2 separate regions of the Zea mays genome follow, and region 2 is linked to region 1. Evidence: chromatin contacts called from public Hi-C data. All regions are on one chromosome and are shown on one strand. The core of a region is the stretch at or near the end of the contact, and the rest is flanking DNA. Distances in the headings are between cores, read along the strand shown. Region 1 holds the start of LOC103643787 (cationic amino acid transporter 2, vacuolar). Region 2 holds the start of LOC103643788 (CCR4-NOT transcription complex subunit 3).

What was found. A called contact is a pair of places that touch in the nucleus more often than the background predicts.
Region 2: a Hi-C map of tassel shows a contact between it and region 1, with 2.4 times the contacts expected there. The contact joins the promoter of LOC103643788 here to the promoter of LOC103643787 in region 1. A contact is called at or near these places in 2 of 25 Hi-C or Micro-C datasets (ear and tassel).

The regions. Positions count from the first base shown.
Region 1 is chr1:266,080,960-266,086,374 of Zm-B73-REFERENCE-NAM-5.0, reverse strand. It overlaps LOC103643787 (cationic amino acid transporter 2, vacuolar), which reads right to left and starts at 2,269. Exons shown (of 14, transcript XM_008666951.3): 1 at 1,823-2,269. The coding sequence starts at 1,982.
Region 2 is chr1:266,242,274-266,247,689 of Zm-B73-REFERENCE-NAM-5.0, reverse strand. LOC103643788 (CCR4-NOT transcription complex subunit 3) reads right to left here and starts at 3,420. Exons shown (of 16, transcript XM_020546859.1): 1 at 3,173-3,420; 2 at 2,925-3,056; 3 at 1,350-1,466; 4 at 796-846. The coding sequence starts at 3,265.

The sequences.
Region 1 (5,415 bases), core at 1,020-3,519:
CCAGCAGACTGTGCATATGGCTATACAAATCATTGTTTTGCACTGTCAAAAGTGGAGTTTGAAATAAGAGGTGAGATTGGTAAAACGGCTGGAGATAGCCTTATAGTTCTTCTGAAAAATGCCTTCAGATGCAGTTGGACCAACTGTTGTATTTTCGTATTGCCCAGAATGCCCCTACGTCCACCACTCTCTTTCTGTCACTGACGCATGGGCCCCACAGGGCACAAGTCATCTTCTCCCTTCTTGTTCTTCCCCGTCTTGAAGCAACCGCAGCCGGCGACTCCTGCAGGGACGCGGCAAGCAGCGTGGCCGGCGACGCTCGTGAGCTAGGGCAGTGGCAAGCACACGGCGGGTTGCGGCACGACCGAGCGTGAGGCCGCCGGCTCTCGCGAGCTGCGGCAGTAGCGAGCGCGCGGTGCGCTGCCGCAATAGCGAGAGCGACGGGCTGCGAGTCGACGAGCACGGCCTGCACGGGGCGGTGGCGCGTGAGCGTGACCGAGGCAAGCAGGCGAAGGATGGAGTCTGCTCGAACATGTGCCCACGTGGCCGGTGGCAGCTCTCCAGCTCGCCTGCGTGGCTGCACTGCATGGTGGGTGGTGGCAGCGTCGACGGCTGCTCGGCATAGAAGATGGAAAAGGAGGAAGAACATGACCTATGGGACCACACGTCATTGACAGGGAGAGAATTCGAAGGGTATTTTAAGTAATACGAAAATACAGTGGACTGTAGGCTGTCTCTATGCATATGGTTTTGCACTCTGACTGTAGTCGTATAGTGAATTTTAAAATAGAAAATGAAATAAGAGATGATAAGTTGCTCGAGACAGTTCAGGGTTTATCTTTACTAGGCTGCTACGTCCGAAACTAGATGATAAAGTACCAATTATGATGTTACATCTCCGAAAAAATAAATACAAATAATAATTTGTCAGATCAACACCAATAAAAAACTGGACAAGTTCAAGGAAACCAAGACCAATAAAAGCAGTTATACTATACAATACAGAAACAGAGCAAGTCGCTACCAATGCAGCCATCCAAATTACAGGAGAATAACAAATCAAAAATTTTTACTTGAATAGAGAGAGCGCAGGTCACAGTACGCAAATTTTGAAAGAAAGAATCAATGAAAACTTGCAGAGACAATTCATGACTTAAATAGTACTACTTCCATTCTCAAATATTTATATTTATCGTTCGTCGGTTTATTTTTAAACTAAAACGTGGTAAATAAAAAAGAACAGATGGCGTAGTAGTTTTAAAAATTTAGTATGTTTATACAATTCTTGATGCATATATTTTGTATATGTGTCTAAATTTATTATCATTCGTTTAAATATAGACATAAAAACCAAGAAAGTGAGAGGAGTACTATGAATCAATGCATATAATTTTAGCAGCTCCGTTGGTCCAGAAATTCAGCAGAATTACAGAGACTAACAAACTGTGCAAATTCTCTTCTACTATCTAGTAACTTATTCTGTCATAACAAGCGTTATAAAAATCTTTTTATGTCACCCCGATATAATTTCTTACTGTCAGTTGTGTGGAAAGGATACGAACATACTCCGTACAATTTACTCACTGGAGATATCATAAAGGGCAAAAAAAATACGTCCAGTTACGATATCGATAGTGAAGAAAATTATGGCACGTGAATTGCACCTGGCAAATTCCACGGCAAAGCCAGCGTGCTGACCAGAATTCGCTAAAACCCCGCAAAAACAACCAGCATCTGAAAACCACGAAAGCCCATACAGTACAAGAACACGAAACACAACGAGTTGGCACAGCACAGAATCACACCGAAGAAAAAACCGCACCGATGGCGACCAGCTCCGGCACGTTGAGCTCCTTGGCGAGCTGCGGCTGGCCCTCGGCGCGGATCCGGTCGGAGTCCACCTGCTTCCGCCGCATCAGGCTCCGGAACCCGCCGCCCCATCCCCTCCCGCCGCAGCCGCTGCTCCCCGCCTCCAATGCCATCAAGATCGCCGGCACGGCAGGACAGAGAACCGGCCTTTCTCGCGGGATTCGATCAGAGGGCGGATGAGGGCATCTGGTTCCGCGGATTACGCGGCGGCTGGACGGAGCGAAAGACAGAGAGGAGGAAGAGGAGAGTGAGAGGGGTGGATGGGGACGGCGAGCTCGCTCGGCCGGCGGCCGCAGCTTCCCCCTCTCGCTTTCTTGGCTCGAGGTTCCCTCTCGTCTGGTGTCGTATCTGTTGGAAAATTGCTCGCTCTGAGAACAGCGCACACTGGGAGAATTCTTTATAGTGGTACACGTGTATGTTGTTTTTACCTCTATCGAGCGCACACTGTGGATGTAAATAGAATGTTTTCGCCAAGATTCAGATGCGTTCAACTGTTCACCGAGAATCTTGTTTACATTTCTACAATTTTTATGCAGAAAAATAGAGCGGGGCGATAATATGTAAATATATAATTTCCAGTGGAGCGTGTAGAGCATGGCTAGGTGCCACAATTAAATTTAGCCACTCGAATTGAAAAAACTTATCTTAGTTTAAAAAAGTTAGATAAGTTGCGGTGACTTAAAACCAAACAAATAATATATAAAATAGTACGATGTTCGTGCGTTTCTGTGGCTGTCGACGGACGTGTCGGTATGTGGGTGTATACGTTGCCGCATTCCTGCGGCGAGGGGATGGGATCTGATGCAGGGTGTGGGCCAGGAAGATATAGGTGCAGCAACGTACCGACGATGAATGGGCGTGCTCATCATTGGTCGCGTCACTGTAAAGGAGGAGTAGGTGACAGCTAACCTTTCTTGAATTTGCCTCGCCCAGTGCTTGCATGCAAGGTGATCTTCCTGTTGGATGTGTCCTCTACAGCCGGTCATCAGAGATCGGATTGGGCTTAACCTAATTATCTATATGCTTAAACTAGACCCTTGATTGGAAGGATCCACGCTAATCTCGGTTGGAGCCCCCGGTCACACGACGCTATATAAAGGATTAAGGGGTCGCAGGAAAGCCAAACCTAGTATCTTGCCCTAAACCCTAATCCACATAGAGGCCCCGTTGCCTAAGTGTTAGAGTGACCGATGAACGAGAACCAATGATGGCTCGGATTTCGATGCCTATTGCTCCTTTGTAGGGCAATAGAGGTGACGCCGACGACAGTGACAACTCTCCACCATCACCTCGCCAGGACGCGTCAACACAATAACAACGAAGTATATTTCACTAATCCTTTCAGTAGAACAGATCTACTCGTCATCGATGATTTTAGTTACGGACTAGTATTCTAGGCTTAAGAATCGATCCTACGGCGAGCGCGAGGGGCTTCACCTGATCCTGGCGTCTTCTTCTATTCCGCTGGTTTGCGTTGATTGCATTTGGAGGGAAAGTCAAGATGAGGCTGAGGCTCCTAGCCTGCTGTTGCAATGATCTAGATATGTGGATTGATCCAGACACCGTCTACTCCATTCGCCCTAGCTGCTGCGGCGACGCCCCCAAGACGCGCTTCAAGCGCTGTTTATTTCTTTCTTTCTCCTTATCTTTTTTTTCTTGCGAGATAGGTATCACAGAGATCGGTCCATCCGCAGTTGAAGACGAAGAGGAAGTCGTTGACGGCGAGTAGGTAGCACAGGGACCCTCCCCGTACGCCCTATTAAGAGGCGTCACCTACACAGACGTCTCCATCTGATCTGAAAAATATTGTAACCTTCAAATAGTTTGACCGGTAGTCTTTTATATCCTGCAGATAAACCCGAATTTTTTGTATTTTAGCCCTTAAACAGAAGTAAATTTACGTTTAGACCTAAAAAAAATTTAAATGCAGTTTTGGACCCTTAGCTCGGCGCCATAGCTTGTGGCGCCGAGCTAACACAGCTCGGCGCCACAGCCTATGGCGCCGAGCTGTGACGTGGCCGCAACGGCTAGCTGCGTCCAGGGCTGACCTGGCGCTGACGTGGTGGCGGCGCGGCCTCGTAGCTCGGCGCCACAGATCTTGGCGCCGAGCTACGAATTCCTATAAAAACGCCCGCGCGGCTGGCCGAGAGCAGCTCATTTCATCCCATTTCCAAACTTCGTAAAAATTTCCTGGATTCAAAGATTTGAGTTGGTTCACTTCGTAGACCAAGGTATGATTTCGAACTGATTCGTTTTGTATATTAGTTTTTTAGTTTAATAATTTGTATACACCTATTATATTATCATTTCGATTATTAGTTTGTGTAAACTTATTATAAAGCATAATAGGTACAAGTGATAATTATAATCGTTTATTAGATGAAAGACATGTACCGAGAGGCGTTGTGGCAGAAGAGAGGTCGTCCTCGGGAGTTATATCCGGACGTATCTAGTAAGGATGCTCCTGTTCCTCCTGAACTCCCCGTGCCTAACTGTGACTGTGGCAGACTGGCTTGGGTACATCAATCACAACATCCAGACACGGCTGCTCGCTGCTACTACCTTTGTGGCACTTTGGACGTACGTAGCTTATGACTTATCACTTAATTTTGTTCGCATTCATTTTTTTGTAGATATGTAATAGTGCATCTTTCCATTATTTTAGGGACATCAGAAGTGTTTCTTTTTCCAGTGGATCGATGGTCCTGATAAATTTGACCCTCGATATCTTCTTTTCGTTAATTGGTTGAGTGGAAAGACCAGTCATGAGCGTTTTAAGTGTTGGGTACCTCCTCCCCCGAATCCTCCACCAATGACGGATGAGGAGAAGGAGGTAGCAACAGAAAGACGGATGGACTCACCGCCTCGATGCGATTGTGGAGACCGTGCTGTCATCGACGAAGACTATGACAAGCAGTTCTGTTGTCCGAACATTGATTATGTGAGCCCATTGATACGCTAAATGTATAAACTAGTTTTTATTTACAATAAATTACTAATTTTTTCTCTTGCAGCCATACGGGTGGCGTAAGTGTCGTTTCAGAGAGTGGTTGTATGGTCCTTTGTCCCATTGGCCAGAGCCAGAGCCAGAGGTAAAGGAAAAGAGATACATGGGGTGGGCGGCAGAAGAGGTCAAATTTGATCCAGTACTCTGCAAATGTGGTATTGAAGCTAAGTATGGATTAGTTCCTTCGGAGCTTGGCGTTGGATATTTTTGTGGACATATGGTCGATTACGATGAGGTTGGTATTTCTTTTGCACCAGATGTAATGTTATAGCGGTACTTACTATTTTTTTGTAGGAGACGAGGAAATGCAGTTGGGAGAGTTACGACGACAAAGGAGAGGTGATGCGCACAATAGAGTCCAAGAGAATAATGGGACAGAAGATGCGTTGTGGATCTCGACTCGTTGATTCGTACATTAACGATCGCATACGCGACATGCGTAGGGAAGCAAAATCTGCCTTTTATGATAGCCCGAAGCGTGCAGAGTATAGGAGGTTGAAGGCGGCAGATGAGAAGAGAGCACAGGATGCAAGGGAATG
Region 2 (5,416 bases), core at 2,171-4,670, 160 kb before region 1:
ATAAGGGCCCATTCAGATTAAAGAAACTAGTTACACCCATTCTGGATTGTCTACCATCACAACAAGAGAATCGACGTGAGTCAGAAGGGACAGAACTTAGGGTAAGGTATTAAGTAATCACAAACAACATAGCATATAAGGGCACATTCGGTATGGTTCCAGATTCCCATAGAAACATTTATATATCTAGATTCTCTTTAGAAACATTTCTTTGGTGAATAAAAAATATTTCGTGGAACCAGTTGGTTAGCTGACTTGAATCGAATCAGAACTAGAACCAGGCAAAACACCTAAGATTTCATTTCCCTGATTCCCTCTTGTAGGTCAAAACACCAAAATATTTCTCTCTGATTTTCATGGAAACATTTGAAGGCCAGGCCTAGTGCAGTAGTGAGAGTTGTCTCACTGTGTCACCAGATCGTGGGTTCAAATCAGCCTCTGCATTTGTGGAGGGAAGGTTTGCGCTGGTTCATCCCTTCCTCAGATCCCACTCATGAGGGAGCCTCATGAGTCTATCAATTCTAGATAGGAATAGAAATGAATCTATCATTAAAACACGCACCAAAGATCCACATGATAGTTTCAAGAAACTAATTACAACTTGCAATCATACTGAATTGTATCATCAATCACCATAAGAAGATTCTATTCTACATTGATCTACAAATAATATATAGTATTTTTATTGACAAGAGGCTGAAGGGACAAAAACCATGTCATCAGAAACGAATTAAAGACCAAAGATATTCTATGAAAACCTAAGAGCACAAGTAGCAATTCAGGATTCCAACATACCACATTATTAAGCCAGTCTCTTGTTTCAGCTTTGGCCTTTTCTTTGGGATCCTGCACCAAATAAGAAATAATTATTAGTCCAGAAACAGGCATAATGAGGTCCACAACAGCTCAAGATAAATAGTACTACACACCCTGAGTTATTGGTGTCTAATTCATGTTAGTCCAAATTGCATCAATGAACCATTGCATCTCAATGCAATGTTGAATACTAAGCTCAGACTTTTTTATCCTAATCAAGTTTAACTACTCCATGAAAGATCGTACATCTAAGAAACATACTCTTACAAGGGCAGACCCAGTGCCGGAGGCAAGCCTTCATCCCGCAAATGCAGAGAGGCTGCTTCGAACCCGCGAACTCAGTGAGAAGCTCTCACTACTACACCAGGCCTACCCTTCAAACATACTCTTACAAGGCTAAAAGAAAAATAGCAAAAAATAATTTTGAAACAGTGACCTCGTTCTTAGAACAGGGATGTTATATAAACAACTCGAAACATGTACATGAAGCCAGGAAAGTACGGTAGCACAAACAAAAAAGTCCAAGTGCTTACTGTTTTTGGTTGCTGACCTAACCCTTCTTTTGAGAAGGCCTTAGTTTTTGTTTCCTTCTCACATACTTTAAATCGTTCCATCTCTCGTTCAATCTGCTTTCGGGCATCCATCAGAGCCTGCTCATAAGAGGCACTAACCTATGTCAACATATATCACAATCAATTAAAACCAGAACAGTAAGGTACGTAAACTTAAAAGTTATCTGCATTTGGCAAGCTAATAATATATCAGATAAATAAAAGCATTACTACAGCAAGAAAAGCCACTGAGATATGCAAACAACTATTGTCAATATTTTTTAGGAATCATACCACAAAACTTCAGCAACATAGAACATTTTTATTCGGGTCACCAGTAATATATACTTCACATTGATATTTTGGATGGTTAAAATAAAATACAAGTACCAATCGCAACAAGAGGCAAACAACTCTAAAAGATTGCAGCTGCCAGGATTCGAATCATGGTCTCTAGGAAGAGAGCACTCGCCTCTAACCACTGCAGCTCGTGTTGGTTTGTGTTGTACAAAGAAAGCATATATCATACATAGAAACCGCAAGTTCTTCATATATATCAGCAGCAATACTTCATAAACTTCGCTAAAAAATAATGATTCACTATCACTCTTATGTTCTTTAAATAAATGCGCCTATCTGCAAACTCAATTCAGGCACAGGCATGCTTTCCGAATTTCAATAAGAATGCAATGCAATGAAGTCTAGCTCATCAAACGAATTCTAAATAGACCAGCTAGCCTAGCCTGAAGGAGCATATCACATCCATTTTTTTTTGTTATAAACTACCCAGATGGACTATTCTTGCCAAATACAACAGATAAAGGCAAATGCATAGTGCATTAAACATTAGATATCAAAATATCCCAGGCACATAGAAAAAATGGACTGAGTGGACTTGAAGAGCAATCTCAAAGCCACATTGCTAAGTCTCATCTACTTTCACAAATTAAACTGCCCAAAGAGGTACTACATATTGCATCCCAACAACTTTGCATTGCAAGTGGCATCTAGTGGTGGGAACAATGTAGCCCATGGAATGCAGATGATCTTGGTGATGGAAAAGCATGCTAAAAACAAAATCCAAATGCTCAGCATGTTAACAGAGCCGTCTAGCATCGTTATTGCAGGAGAATCTAGATATCGGAATAGCTAGCAACACCAAAAAAAGAGCAAAAGAATGAGCCGCAGTATTAACAGTAACATCAAAAACCTCTGAACCCCTTACCCAGAGAGGATACATTCATACATATGAAACTGACAACATCACCAGTTATGCCTACACTGTATCACTCGAATCATCACCAAATGACAGAACCATTCTCCAGCCAAGGTCCCTGCCCACTGATCACCACCAGTGTCACACCACACACACAACATAACTTGTTCAAGACGGCCTTCTACCGAGCACTCAACTAAAGAGGACAGCATAATGACACATTGATCACAGCACAAAGTCAGCAAACAGCAGCAGCATTGCATCACAAACAATCATGTCCTTCCACGTGCAGGACATAAAGGCTTGCCAGGGGAGGGTAAAGGACTCGAAGTAATCCTCACCTTCTTGTCCTTGATCTCGCTAGACTGGATCCACGTCTTGATCTGGTCCCTGTAGCGCTGTAGCTTTTTGATCTCCTTCTTGAGGTCTGCCTCGAACTTCTCCTTCTGGTTCGCATTCTCGGTGTCGTAGACCTGCCCCCGAAACAAAAAAAACGTCAACAAAATTCGTGAGAGAAAAAAATCCGGCGGGTTCAGGTAAACGGAGGGGAGGGGGGGGGGGGGGGGGGGGGGGGGGGGGGGGGGGATGCCTTGTTCCAGATGCTGTCGAAGACGTCGACGCCCTCCTGGACCTTCTTAAGGACGCGGTCGATCTCGCCCTGCAGCTTCCGGCTGGCGCCCATGGCTGCGACGTGGATGTCTCACGCTCAGGCGCGGCTAGGGTTTACGATTGGGGCGGCAGGGGGAGTGGTGGAGACTGGGGAGGGGAAACAGACGATGATTTGGACGGGTTTCGGTTTGAGAAAAATTGGCATTTTACCATTAAAAGAGTGTGTCTATATAGCATCTCAAAAAATGCCTTATAATTAAAAAATAAGTATATTTTATAGTATCAACAAAATATTAAAAGTGTTTGGAAGCAAAATATTTTTAAAATTTTGAGGTAAAACCATGATATTGGAAAATAATGTAACGCATTGTCCACTAACGGACCGGCGGTACTTATGCCTAGAGAGTCTATATCGTCCCTAAAGATCAACACAAGTCTTTTGTGTGCGCTTTGTCCTCACTCATGCACATCCGGGAAAACTTTCCGGTCGGTCATCCATCCTATGATTTCTCTAGGCCTAGCACGTTTAACTTGGAGGTTCTTTCGAAATAGGCTTCTGAAAAATACACCATATTGGTATGAGTACTCTAAAAATTCTATTAATTATTGAACCAGTATATCACCAACACAGGGCCTAGGATATCACAATCCACCCCATTAGAAAATCGACGTCCTCGTCGGTCAACACTAAGTTAGGAACCTTCCCTCTTGGTCATGTCTGTATGTGCAGTGTCGTCATATGGCATACCATGTGACCACTCTGGCCCCACATGTGACATGCGCCATATACCTGAACCCCTAGCCCACACACGCTCGTGAAACCGCGAGAGTCAGCTCTAATACCATTTGTAAAACCCCGTCTACTCCCGGACCGGTGGTACTTACTCCTGGTAGATCTCTAGGATTATATATCATCCCCAAAGACCAACACGAGTCTTTTATACGCACTTTGTCCTCGCTCATGTGCACCCGAGAAAACTTCTCGATCGATCACCAATTTCAAGATTTCTCTAGGTCAAGCACTCTTAACCCGGAGGTTCTTTTCAAGTTGTTGGTATGAGTACTATATTAATTCTATTAAGCCTTGGGCCAAAATATCACCATCCACTGTGGGCCAAGCTATCACAAATATCATAGTAGTTTTTGCCAAAAGGTGTTAGGCTACATTGTAAAAAAACTCTATTTTGAATATTATGGTTTTGTAGATACCATACTATTTTGAGTATTTGAAACTTCACCCCAACCCAAAAAATGTCTATGATTAGCCTTACACATGTATACTAAATAATACGGTGTGAAATACTTTGTCTTCAAACACGTATTACTAAGAGTGGTGTAAAAAATACTATGTGTCAGTGTTTTGGCCCGAGGATCCTACCAACTAGTAAAATGTTGTTGTGTGTCCTGATCCAGATGGGTGATGCAAGGTGACACAAGTCTTTATCCTGGTTCGGGCAAGAGAAGGTCCTACTTCCAGCAGAGGGGGACGAGACTTATATTTCATACACCTAAGTGCTTACAGTAGGGAGTACAAGCTGGTTGGGAGAGGGAAGGATCCCAAGTCCCTGAGGTTAGTTGAGGCAAGTGCCAATATCGCGGTGGAGGAGAAAACCGTGAAGTGTTCGCCCCTGCTGCTTGAAGCCCTGGACGTCCCTATTTATATCTTCAAGGAGGACCTCTAGGAGTGTCAGGGTTTGTTGTGTACATTGAGGAGGCGTGGCCGAGCCCCTGTAGCTGGTATTGAGAGCACCTAGAGGGGGGTGAATAGGTGATCCTATAATATTCAATAACTAATAGCCACAAAACTTGGTTAAGTGTTAGTATGGCTAAGTAGCGAGCTCTTGCGAACACAAGTATCACAGAAAAACAATCACAAAAGACACGCGAGTTTATCCCGTGGTTCGACAAGTATAACACTTGCCTACCTCCACGTTGTGGCGTCCCAATGGACGAGGGTTGCACTCAACCCCTTTCAAGTGATCCAATGATCAACTTGAATACCACGACTTTTCTTTGCTTATCTCTTTTCCCGTTCGCGAGGAATCTCCACAAGTTGGAGTCTCTCGCCCTTACAATAAAGATCACGGTGAAAGCACAAGAGTAAGGATGGGAAGCAACACACACAAATCCGCAGCAATATGCACGCACACAAGCCAAGACTTGAGCTCAAAATGAAGCACAACGAGTTCACTACAAGAACGGAGCTCAAATCACTAACACAGTC